Regions from separate parts of the Bombyx mori genome. Here region 2 is linked to region 1. A link is a contact called in public Hi-C data. All regions are on one chromosome and are shown on one strand. Each heading gives the region's core, a stretch centred on a gene start, on an enhancer-like site or on the middle of the called end of the contact. The rest is flanking DNA. Distances are from core to core; before and after follow the strand shown.

The links. A called contact is a pair of places that touch in the nucleus more often than the background predicts.
Region 2: a Hi-C map of posterior silk gland shows a contact between it and region 1, with 2.4 times the contacts expected there. The contact joins the promoter of LOC101741082 here to the promoter of LOC101739425 in region 1. A contact is called at or near these places in 2 of 7 Hi-C or Micro-C datasets (middle silk gland and posterior silk gland).

What each region holds. Positions count from the first base shown.
Region 1 is chr9:10,578,572-10,585,274 of ASM3026992v2, reverse strand. It overlaps LOC101739425 (protein PET100 homolog, mitochondrial), which reads right to left and starts at 3,262. Exons shown (of 1, transcript XM_004931047.5): 1 at 2,848-3,262. The coding sequence starts at 3,134. The coding sequence ends at 2,916. LOC101739981 (major facilitator superfamily domain-containing protein 9) reads left to right here. Exons shown (of 5, transcript XM_004931052.5): 4 at 27-245; 5 at 766-1,545. The coding sequence ends at 1,475.
Region 2 is chr9:10,862,808-10,869,510 of ASM3026992v2, reverse strand. It overlaps LOC101741082 (bifunctional purine biosynthesis protein ATIC), which reads right to left and starts at 2,568. Exons shown (of 11, transcript XM_004931060.4): 1 at 2,324-2,568; 2 at 12-140. The coding sequence starts at 33. LOC101741225 (putative methyltransferase C9orf114) reads left to right here and starts at 3,169. Exons shown (of 3, transcript XM_004931061.4): 1 at 3,169-3,984; 2 at 4,330-4,602; 3 at 5,691-6,101. The coding sequence starts at 3,434. The coding sequence ends at 6,084. LOC101741451 (ribulose-phosphate 3-epimerase) reads right to left here. Exons shown (of 5, transcript XM_062670119.1): 5 at 6,091-6,300. The coding sequence ends at 6,285.

The sequences.
Region 1 (6,703 bases), core at 2,013-4,512:
TAACTAATTGGATCTCTACATTTCAGGTTTCTTCAAACAAACCCAAATGTTGGCCAAGGCTTTAGTGCCTGATTATGAAAACAATGAGCAAAAACAGGCTGAAATTTATGGTAAAATGGCTGCAATATCTGGAGTAGGTATTACATTGGGGCCTATGATTGGTGGTCATATTATGGAAGACAATCCAAATGGTGCATTTATGTTTATTGCTTTTATAGTCGGAATATGTTTTATTTTTAATGCTGGTAAGTTTCTAACCTTTTGCCTAGCAATGTTATTTTAAATGAATGTTACGACCCTACATAAGTAAAGTAGTTGTGCAACAACTTAAAATACAATGTATCTTTATTTTTAATTATTTAAGCCCATAACCAACATAGTTATAAAGTAATATACATTAAATAGGAAATATAAAAAGTAATCTGCTAATTATGTTATAGTAAATAATAGTAATCGGCACGAATCTTGAGCTCTCTATAAAAGAGTGAGGGGCTGTGGGCATCGTAAACTACCTACTTATTGTTCAGGTCTAAAATAAATCAATCAATTTTATGTTGTGATTAAAAAAAATTGAATAATAGGTACCTACTTCATAAACAAGCAATGAATCTTTTTAGATTGTTTTGTGTTATGTAGTCTGGTTGCCTTTGTGTGACAGTTGTTCAAAGCTAAAAAAGCATTATTTATACGATATATCAGAATTATAAGAATCTTAATTTATCAATAATGGATCCCTTACACCTGGTATTTTTGTTTGTGTTTTAGCTCTTGTTTGTTTCCTGCCAAAGCCAAAGCACAGTAAGAAGCCATCAAAAAGAAACAAAACAAAAGATGTTCTCTCTGAGAATTTAGTGTTATCACTTTTTAACAGTTTCAAACAATCATTTGTTGTATTGTACAGCATAAATTGGTCTAAATATTGGGACATTTTTTTATATAAAGCTTTAGTTGGGTTTGCAATGGGGGTCTACTATTCTAATTATGCTTTATATTTGAAAACTACATATGACTTGTCTCCCAAATATGTAGGTTATGTTATATCATTCCAAGGTGTTATGGGTTCTATTTCTAGTTATTTTATAGGATACATAAATAGTTTCTATAAAAAGGATGTAGACTACAGCTTAAGGAGTTTACATGTGTTTTTGTTATTAAGTATTTCATTGACAGGGTTAATAGTATCAATAAATGTGTACAATTATGTAATATGGTTGATTCCTTTAGCTATGGGTAATGCAGTTAGTAGGTTGGTAACATTAGAAATGGTGCTAAAAAGGAGTGATGGTGATCATAGAGGCACATTAATAGGCGCTTCCAACAGTGTCAGATCTTTATCTGGAGTGGTCGCACCTATGGTTGCTGGGTTTACAGGGCAATTTTTAGGAGTTTCATATGTGATATATGCTTCATTGGCACCCACAGTACTGGGTCTTGTGATGAGTTACCATTATAGAACTAAAAGGAAAGTTGACTAATTGTATGATTATATTTTACAATTTTATTGTTAATAATTTCATGACTTACATAAATGTTTTGTTGAAGTAATCTTTGCTTTTAATTTCAAAACTACATTGCCTAATATTTTAAAAATATTAAGCTACACTATAACTCAGATTATTCTGTTCTTTTTTTAGAGGCTTGTTTATTTATTAAATTATTTACCTTAGTATATAACCTAGATTTCTTGAAGCTGATTATATTATATAGATACAGATCAAGCTAATAAAAACATAAAATCAATAATTTTATTAAATAATTAATAAAGGCCCTATGGACATAACTTCAGTAGTTGTGCATATGGGTGGTTATCAGAGCCGATAAACATTAAATTATATGTTTCCATGACACAAGGTGTAAGTTTGAATTGTGTAGACAGCTCCTTAGGAGAAATAGGCTAACTGGTGAAAGCTACACAAGGTACCCTACCAGCAGTATGATTGATATCAAGATACAGAAAAAATGCTTAAAATTGAAGACAAGCTAGCTGAGCAGTGGCCAGTGGTAGCAAAGTCAAACAATTTTGTAAGACATTTTATTAGTACACTGAATGCAAAGTGTCACTAACCTAGGTGAGTATTATTACCACACAAAATAATAGGCTACCTTCTTTTTGGGGTCAATGCAATGTGTCCTCATCTTCCATTCAGGTCTATCATACTCTTTAACACAGTCCATGGCATTTTATACCTCCACCTTCTCACATTACTATCTACTTTCAAACTCAGGGTCTTTGAGCCAAATGATCATCTTGTTTTCGCTTAACATGCACATACTACAATAACCATGAAGAGACAGTCAAAAACACCCGTGATCTTACTGAAATAGTGTTATTAGTTTTGGAGATGATACACTACTAATGAATTATTGGTCAATCCTGCCCAAACCAAATGTAAGGTAATGTTCACAAAAAAACACTGAATTTAACAATAAGATGTGAGCTATTCTGGAACAATAATTAACAGCAAGTTGATATGGAACAGCCACCAGATTATATTATGAATATAATTTTTTAGCAATATCGCAAAATAAACACTTTAAACTAAAGTTATTCATGAATGATTTCCATAATGAAGGAATAACACAATAATAATATGTCACATACTTAGTACAGTTAATAATGTTCTAGTTTTAAGGGTGAGTTTACTGTTGTAGAAGGGAGCCTTAGATTTGACATTATGATGTCTATGGGCCTTTATAAGCATTTAAGACCAGGTGAGCGATAAGCTTGTTGATCCATCTGTAAAATTACCTGATGAATCCAAATTGAATAAGCTTCCTTAATACACACTGTAGTATGAATTTCGTTACCTTCAATTCATTGAAATAGTAATGAAATAATAGTAATAATTAAAGTACATAATGTATTTAATAACGTTTGACAACAAAAACTAAATTATATTATTTATAAACTTGGTTCACTTGGATTCCAGACTTTGCATTTGTTTCTTCCTCATATCCTGTATTAATTTTTGAATCGCTTCTCTATCATGTTGGTTTTCTGGTGGGAAGATTTGTCTTTTTGTATTTGTTACCCATTCTTCAAAATATTTTGGTTGGTTGAAAAAAAAGAACAATCCAACAGGAAATGATGTGTACATAGCCATCCTACCCACTTCTAGTTTCCAATTACCCATAGTTTAAAAATTTATTTTCAGATTCTCAGAACTTAGATTGTTGTATTTAGATTTTTCTCTAATAAATATCTTATCGCAATTTATCACATCCACAGATTATTATAATATACTCCAAGTTTTTTTTTTTTTTTTTTATGGTATCACGCATTTTCAAAGTTTATGAGTCTACGTATTTATGGCGGCTGTACACACTCGCCGAGTCTCGGGCGATATGGCCCTCGACGAGAGCGTTCCTGTACACATAGACGTAGAACTTGCTGCTGCTGTTTTTCTTTGTGCTCGTATTATAATTATTTACAAATTTACCACAAAAAGAAAAAACTTAAATAATCCATGGCGAAGAAGATGTTGGATAGTTACTATGCACCGTATATATTATGGCTCAGATGGGTGTTCACAGGCCACCTGGTATTAAGTGGTTACCGGAGCTCATAGACAACTACAACGTAATGTGCGTGGGCGTGAGATATAAGATCTAAGGTCTCACTCAGTTGCCCCGCTCTTCAAACCGAAACGCATTACTGCTTTACGGCAGAAATAGGCAGGGTGGTGGTACCTACCCCTGCAGACTCACTAGAGGTCCCCCACTAGTAAAAATAAGTTTAAACTTAAAACTTAACGATAATACTGAATAAGCAAGTGTGTACATGATAGCTCTCGTTTGCTTCGCGAGACCCCACGAGTTCCTTTGATTCGGGCGCAAAAAACCGACAAGCAACCGCGGATAAGTGAGGCAAGACGCGACAGAGCGAGACAAGACAAGAGCACCATGTACATTGTACACACTCGCTCTCGGTCTGCTTCGGGGTGTCTCGACTTGACGAGTGTGTACAACCGGCATTAAAGATATGTCACACCATAGATAATACACTTAATATTTGAGATGTCTAACTGGAAAGGCGATAGTTTCAAACCATACAGCTTTATCTTTTTCATATTCTTTTTTATGTATATATGTTAAGGACCAAAATGAAATGAAGTTGATTATTTTATGACATTAATAAATTGGGATGAAATTAAATGGAACGAGATGATATGGGTAGAAATAAACTCCTAGTAAAATGTTCGATAGTTACTGAAACTTTTTCAGTGGACTTTTTGAAAGATGCCAGAAGTTACGTTCAGCGGCTTTGGTTCATTTTCCCACATTTGTGCACTTTTGTAGATAATAAACACTAAATTACCGTTATTATACATTTAAACACGAAGAAACATTAAATTAACAAAATAAAACAATTCATCCAACTCTGCTCCTTGCGTTCGCACCAAAAAGTATTATTACCTAATTATTGTTGATTGGATTTCACATGTGATAATTATAGGCAACTACGGTAGCTATCACAGTAGTTGAACTAATTAATTATACAATCCCTACCTATAATTATGGAAATACATAATTTCACCATAAATTAATGCCATAATTACGAGTACGTCTGAAGTTTTAGTTTTACTCGTTAAATCGTGTGGCTTATAAGATATTAATAAAATTTATATATGTAATTCCTTCAACTAATAATACTACACATAGCCTAAGAGAATGCAGAGAGAGAATATACTTTCTTGTACACCAAAACGCAATTGACCTTGTTAATCGCTTGGATGGTGAATGAACGATCAAACAATGTTGAAGAATGTTTAGGAATCTGATGATCTCACAGAATCACAAAGGGCCTCGAAAGGTTCCTTGAGATGTGTTTGGGGAATGGAGGGTAAAATATATTACAATTTAGTAAAGAAAGAATATAAGTACATATAACGACGAAGGTAAATTGTCAACCACTTGACTTAAGAACGGAATTCATATACCTATATGATTCACTGAAGTAGGAAACCTATGGAAATGAAAAATTCGTGCCACTGTGACGTCATCTGGCCACAAAACATGGCGGTTTTAGTGCTGCCCAGAAGATTTTAATGTTAGTAGGTTTTATCGATAAACGTTCTTGGCTCATTTTAATTTAAATATTGTTGAGTGAATGTATTTGTAGAATTTATACTTTAATAGGAAGTAAGTATATTGTTATGTGCAAAGATGATGTGATTTAGATATTATGTGAAATCTAAGACGAGTTCGTGCTTCAAATTTGCCAAGTAAACGATATGACGATTTTTAAAATTTGCTACACTGATTTTATAAAGTTGTCGTTTGCCGCAAAACATAAAGATATGGCGTAGTACAGTGCCATCTGCCCATTTCTAGCATGCTGAATGTTATCGTATTTTGAGTACGTGTTTTTCTTAGACTATTACAATCTATTTTAATTTTTGCTGACCTAAAGTCCGTAGCACACTACCGCAGCGCACCTCAAGGAAGGTACGCCGCACCATTCACTCTCACTTGAGAGTGATTCAAATTTTAAACTTATCAAGGGATCGCCTGATAAAAAAAAACACCTACAGAACATTTATGCGTTAATAAAATTACAAACGTCATTCCTTGTGACTTCCTCTCTAAAATCACTTAATTATTAAATATTTAACGAGTTGACAATAGTGTTATAAAACTATTTTATTTAAATAGTTCCGACGACTTTCTTGAGATCCTATAAAATATGTTTTAATTATTATTTTTGTATGTTTTAAGCATGATAAAATAAGAAATTTTATATAAGCAATCATATTAAACCGATATCAAAGTCAATAAATAATGTACAACCCAAAACAGACGGCCGAACTGACGTGACAATGACATTTGGCGCGCTAAACATGGCGGATTTTCGGCCTCATTAGACGGAGACGGAGACTCTCTAATATATTAAGTGTATAATCTATGACGGAGACATTTACGTATATTCATGTTTCATTTTATGTACGCACTGAAATACTGTTATATTGTTTTCCTGCGAGTTAAAGTGCTGAGTAAGAACGAGATAGATATATGTTTATGTATGTGCCTTCAAAATGGGTGCTATTTATATAAGCAATTGTACTGTATTGTATAGAACAATATGTCGTGTCCCTACTATATAGGTCTATGATATGATCATATTTAATCAATCATAGCTAAGTAAACAAAAACGAATTTGATACTGACGTTTTGTAGGCGCTTAGGTTTATCAAATTGTTTTTCGGCACGATCAAGATTATCTGAATTGGCGTAGTTAAGGATTGGAAGAAAGGCTGTGCAAGCGCAGCCTCAGTGCCGGTTGGAAGAAAATTTCATATCTGTCTATGAGATCCATATGATACAATCAATTTCCGCTAAAATCTTGTCTGTGCGTTTGTTAAAAGTCTTAAATAAAAATGTACCTACCACTACTATACTAGACGTAAAATCAATGTGTTATTATTTTAAACCAACAAAATTACATTTCCCTTAGTAATGAGTGGCAGGCAGTTAAATTGCTTGTGGTTACCTTCCACAATAATTTCCTCTCTTTGTAACAACTGCTCCATACAGGAATGCAACCGAAAAACAACAAAAAATTTTTTTTTACGTGTATTGAACAAGTTTAGATAATTTGGGTTCTTAAATTACGTCTTATTTTGTGAATAAAATACGATGTAGCATTTGGGCATAGATTACCTAATACCTATATAATTTTAGGTCGAAACAGTACCTATTGCTA
Region 2 (6,703 bases), core at 1,319-3,818, 280 kb before region 1:
AAAAATACTACCTAGTTTTCCATTTGACGCCATGTTCTGTTTGCTCAAGCACTACTGTGTAACTGACTTGAACTTGGGTTGACTGGGGGCGATAAGCGGTTATTGTAGTCAGAGATATTCTTGACCTCATCCAGGGGTTCCTGATAACAAAATATTAATTTTATTCGTAATAGTCGCAGGGTTGTGAAATTTATTTTATCAGAATTCTCAGTTTCATTTTAAATTATACTTAGAAAAATACTACCGTTTTTGAGTATTATAGTATTCATGTAGGCATCTGTAACTGTTAAGACTCTGGAGAGAGAAAACTCAAAATGTGCACTATGATGAAAAGGGACCCCTCTGCACCAGGCAACACGTTGTCGGTTACTCTTGACAGAGCTGTCGTGGTCATGTGGAATCCTTGTTCCTTATAGCCAGGCAATACATACAAGTCGAAATCATATTTTAGAATAATGCTAGTGACAAAGACAACCCTATTGCGACAGAAACAGAAAGCTATGATGAAAACAATCAAGATATTGCCTATTTATATGGAAACAACAAAACGCAATTCAAAACAAGTCAATTATCTTGGACGTAAATCATATGATAAAAATGAGTAAACAAAAATAATTATCTTTTTTTTAAATATATTTTTGTATACTTGTACAAGTACTAGCAAGTAAGTGCCTTATTTTCTGTGTCTTTGTTGGCATATGACCCCGTGATGTTGAGTGGTCACCGTCGCTCATTGACTTACGATTACATGCTGGTGGTAGATTCTGCAAAGCACTGCTCTAGCTAGGGCTAGTGTTGACCAATTCACTCAGGTCGAGCCTCACCTACCGGTCCACATGTAACTGGAATAGCCCCTTATGCTACCAGCATATAGGTAGAAAAAAAAAACAAAGATAGCAATTCTGGGGCACAGCTAAACCACGGCATACAATTACGTTTAAAACCTATTGAAATCGTTTCTTAGAAAAGTATATTTTAAACAAAGTATATTATAAGTATGTATTATTAACAATTATTTAATGCTATGACAATCTAATGGTCAACCTAGTTGAATCATAGCCAAACTGTGACGTGAAATAGATAATATTTTTATGTGATGAGTTCAGTGTTTAAATTTCGTAATATTCAAATTAGTTCCATGACAGAGGCAAAGGTCAATGTTACAAAGGTAACATAATTATTTAACATTGTTTTATGGTGGAGTCAGTAACAGTCTTTGAATCCCTAAATGGGAATGTGAATTGAATGGTTGCTTGGAAAAAATAAGGCATCAAATGTATGATTATTATTATATTAATGGTTATGAATAGATTATGTGCAGGACTGTAGTCCAACCTAAGTAGGTTGGATTACACAAAGCCCTTTCACCAGTAATCATAGAATGATAGATAGTTAAGTGAAGAAATTTCAATAGAATCTACAAGTGAAGGAATTAGTTTTTATTATTTTATTGATGTTCAAGAAAATGTACTTACTATACACATATTTTATTATATTATTACAGTAAAATAAACCAAAAGTAATGTTATATTAGAAAGTTACACCTTTTTCTCAACATAAGTTCAATTAATCCCACCGTGCTAAGATTGGTGATATTTATTTATTTATTATTAACATTATGATAGCTTGATATATTATTAGCCTGGTGTGTGAATAGTGACAAGGCAGCAAATCTGAGTACATTAGTTCTTACAGTTTGAACCAGTGACAAGTTTGGGACGTGTTGCACCATGATATTCCTATTTGGAACACTGAGCACAATCAACACCTCAGGATGTTGCAATGGAATAAATAGTAAGAAATCTAGTATTCATCAGTTTTCATAAGTTGTAACTGTAATTGAAACTATTTTAGGGTTTAATCTCACATTTTTATTGTCATTATACTTTTACTGACATTTTGACTACTTTACTTTCTATGGTCACAGACTGGGTAAAACTAGTGTTTGCTTCTGGCCAAAATTAACACTTATTTGAAATTAATATAAGTTAGACTAGCTCTCATTTGGTTAACCTTGTTAGGTTATGCTGACATAGCCTCTCAAAGCTATCAGCGTAGGTAGGAAAAAGAAAACTTGGTTAACAGAAATTACTCTCTAAGGTGGTCCGCAGTTAGCTAAACCTAACCAGCAGCTAACCTAACAACTCAGGTAGTCCTTCAAACCGAGCCCGATGCTGATTATGTATTATCACAGAAGTTTAAGTTATTTTCCAGAATCAGTTTACAATAATTAAATCTATTTGGTCAAGTGTTTACAAAATTAAACATATCCAAATCACAACATGTGTATACCTAATTAGGTACACAAATATTTCGAACTAACCTGAGTTTTGATATATTTCTTTAAAATATAAACAATGAAATTAAATATATCTTATAAGGTTTTTAACATCAGTAACTGAACGAAGAACTGTTTTTTTTTTTTTGCTGAATAGGGATTAAGCAATGTATTGCTTCACAGCTCAATAAACAAAAAATAGAAATAAAAAAAACAAAATTAAATCAGCAGAGGAAGACGGAAACATTTTTTTTTTGGTACAATTTTTCCTTGTTAGGAAAGGCAAGGGGATCTAAGCCCATACAGCCTTGTCTGCTCTATATATTCTCTGAAAGAAGACGTAAACACAAATTAAGTTCAGTTTTTTTAAGGGATTTTATGACCTGGTAACGAAGATATTTAGGTCAAGTCTTATTTTAATTAAAATGAAAACTTTTTAAGATAAAAATGATATTATGAAATGAGATGAAGTTGATTATTAAGAAACATGGCATGAAATGAAATGAGATGAGATGATATGGGATGAAATATAATATCAGTAAAATGGTGGTCAAGCACTGAGACTTTTTCAGTGGCGATTTAAATGTGTATAACGGTGATTTATTAACTGTGTAGTATTTGCGAAAATGTGGGAAAATGAAACAAAGCCGCTGTACGTAGCTTCTCAGAACCTTCCAAAAAGTCCATTGAAAAACTCTCAGTAAATAGCCGCATTTTATTGAGATTATATTTCATCCCATATTATCTCATTTCATTTCATTTAATTACATCTCAATCGATTAAGGTATGGAATTAAATAAATTCATTTTATTTCGCTCCATATCATTTTTCATGAAAGATAATTATGATAAGATATAAGATTAGGATGTATGGTGTGATACCTTCGCCTATTCACTTGGAAAAATGGAACTACTGTCATTTTGTGAATAAATAATAATGTGAACCCACGTGAACTTTGTAAAAAAAAGTTTGTCTGAAGCCCGATCAAGAAACATTGTGAATGTTAATATAGGTTAACTAAATAAGTAAAATTCATTAGAGCCTGTATCCACTCTGGAAAAAACAATATTCCAATCAAAACAGAACGCTTGTTCTGAAGATAGCGTAGCGAGATATGTTAATTTTAGTTTAAAATAACTAACTTTAATAGAAGGTATGTCTGAACTAGTAGATACTAAACCTCCAGGCAAGAGTTGGCGTGAAATAAACAAAGAAAGGAAGTCACTAAAACGCAAGCGTAACGAAGAGAAAATTATCAAACGCGAGAAAAGGGTTGCCTTGGAAAAGGAAGTCCAAGATAAGGCTAAAGAAGAAGAAGAGCGCGAGAAGAAGTGTTTAGAAATTTCTACTGTTAGTATAGCTGTCCCCAGTTCTATATTAGAAAATGCTCAATCTGCAGAGCTACGTACTTATCTTGCTGGACAAATAGCCAGGGCGGCCTGTGTCTTTTGCGTCGATGAAGTAATAGTCTATGATGACATAGGTGAAAAATTAAATACAAAAAAATCTAAATTAGAGGATTCTGATGGTGTGAAAGTGGCTAGAAAGAGTTGTGTACAGTTAGCACGTATACTCCAGTACTTGGAATGTCCACAATACTTAAGAAAGCACTTTTTTCCAATACATAAAGATCTCCAGTTTGCAGGTCTACTCAATCCATTGGATGCTCCACATCATTTGAGACAGACAAATGATTTTAAATTCAGGTATGTTTATATGATGTATGATGGACGTCTGGTGAAGTGGTAAGTGACATGGTCACTACACAAGGGGGTCGCGGGTTCGAAACCCGCCAAGGGAAGATATTTGTATGATAAATATAAAATGTCTTTTCCAGGGTTATTGATGTATATTAAATATATGTACGTGTATGAAAAAAATCTTACATTTGTTTCCGTTATCTTGTACCTGTAACACAAGTCCTTTATGAACTTAACACGGGACCAGTAAATGTGGCGTGATTGTTAATAAATACTTATTTATATTTGTCAAATGAACAGTAATAGTTTTTGTTCTAATTTTTATAGTTAAGTGAACTTTAAACTTTTCAGGGAAGGCATTACTATGAATAAGAAAGTGAAACCCGGTAAAGGATCGCAAGTGAATGTTGGATTGTTGCAGGATGTATCAACTGATAAATTACTAAATCCTGGTATGAGAGTTACAGTTAGAATGCTGCCTGCATTAAAAAATGGCAAGAAACTAAAAGGGAAGATTGTTAGTTTAACAACACCAAGGGCAGAGACAGGTGTTTATTGGGGTTATACTGTAAGGATTGCTAGTACATTGAGCCAAGTTTTCACTCAGTGTCCATACAAAGATGGGTAGGCATATTGAATTGTTTTTGTTTTATCATAACTTGATAGTTTTAATAATCATTGTGGATTATTAGAGAGTAAAACTAATTAAATCTGAAATTGCTTTTTTAACGTTACAGCATTATATTAGTGCTAGGGTGTCTTGTCAGCCCACATACACATGTAGGTAACACCACCCTACCTATTTCTAATGTGTACTAGTGTTGTATTATAAAACAGACTTAGAGCTTATGTCTTAAGGTGGGTGGTAGCATTTACGTTGATGATGGCTCTATTAACCACCCAACACCCTGTGGGCTAAGACCTTGTTTACCCACTAAGCAAGATAAAACTGTTCACATCTAGGGATGGCATTAAAATTTTGTGTGGGTCAAAATTATTTGATTATATTATTATCCTATTAAGTTTTCTATCATTTTATAAAATTGTTTGCAACTACTCAATTAGTACTATTGAATTTATTACTTTAAGCAGTAACAAGTAACCAAAAGTAAAGTTGAGACTGACTAACATTACAAAAAGTCTTAGTTTATTGTTGGATCAAACTCAAACACAATAGAACCCTGAAATTTCTAAGTGTCAAGAGGTTTCAAGTTAAAATCTAGCTCATGCAATGTAGAAAATACTTTAGTGCAAATGTAATCTCATAAAGTGTACTGAATTGCAATTGTGATGTAAAATTTGAAATGTGAATCTGAAATTATAGATATTTTTAAAATATTTTTTTATACTTGTAACACAGAAGCCACAGTCAGGGTTTGTGTCCAAGCTACAACACAGTTCTTAATGTTTTTATAGTAATTAATTCCAATTTTCGTTTTTTTCTTTTCAATTAAAAAAGTTGAAATAAGAGAACTGACATCATGTTTCATAATATGCTTTTAACCTCAAGGATTCTTTACTACCATTAGATAAAATAAGCCTAATAATATATAATAATATATTATTAAATATCCAATTCATAATATATAACCAATACAGCTTTTCACCCTTTTATCTCACCTTTTTAATATTATTTATCATCTACTATTTTAAGTACTACAGCTCTATATTATACTTTTATTGGTTAATTTTATATTGTAATTTATTTGTAGATATGATGTTACAATAGGCACGTCTGACAGAGGATTATCAATTGACACATTACCTGATAAAGAAGTCAAATACAATCATGTTTTGATAGTTTTTGGTGGACTACATGGAATAGAAGCAGCATTGGAAAGTGATGAGCAATTAAAAGTAAATGATGCAAGTTTGTTATTCAATCATTATGTCAATGTATTACCGTCTCAAGGATCAAGGACAATTCGAACAGAGGAAGCTATATTGATAGCTTTATCAGGATTAAGAAATAAATTGCAGGCAAATAATGAACCAATGGTGTTTAAAGGTTCTGGCATTGCTCTTAGTTCTGCATTCCCTAACTTCAAACCAGATTCTGATCATTCTGGTGCAGAAAATAATGTAGATTTAAGCAGGTTTGATTAAAATTGCTTTAGTAAGTAGTGATTTTTTTTATTTTGACCCTGAAATTCAAAATTTGGAAGACTTTAAACCCTTGGAATGCATGAACTTGTGGTGTTGTCGCTTATAGTATTATTTGTTTATTGCATCCTGTACAGTACTTCGTAGTAATTTTATAGTAGCAGCTTGGTCTGCTGATCCAATTATGGCTGTCCCTGAGACTATCATGTTGGCTCCTGCCTGCAATGAATTTATCAAAATACACACCACTGTACTGCAGTTAACATTTAAGATAATCCACAAAAATTAAGCTGGTTTTATTCTGTGTTATAGGGCTGGGCTTGCTCTGGGAAATTGTTTGGGATAATCTTGTCATGTCCTTTTTGACTTCACTAGACAACCACTATAGTAACCTTCATCCATACTACCTAGAAATACTGCCTTCATCTAGTGCTTTGTTTTTTATCAGATCAGTGAGATTGTTTGAACAAAGACCTCCAACCTAACTTCATTCATGCCACCTTCAAGTTGTTATTATGTTGTAAGCAGGTGTCTGGCCTACACGTCTACCACTACTTTGTTTATTATTACTGAGAAGCAATAATGCATTACAAGTTTTAAGCCACAGTTGCAATATGATTGT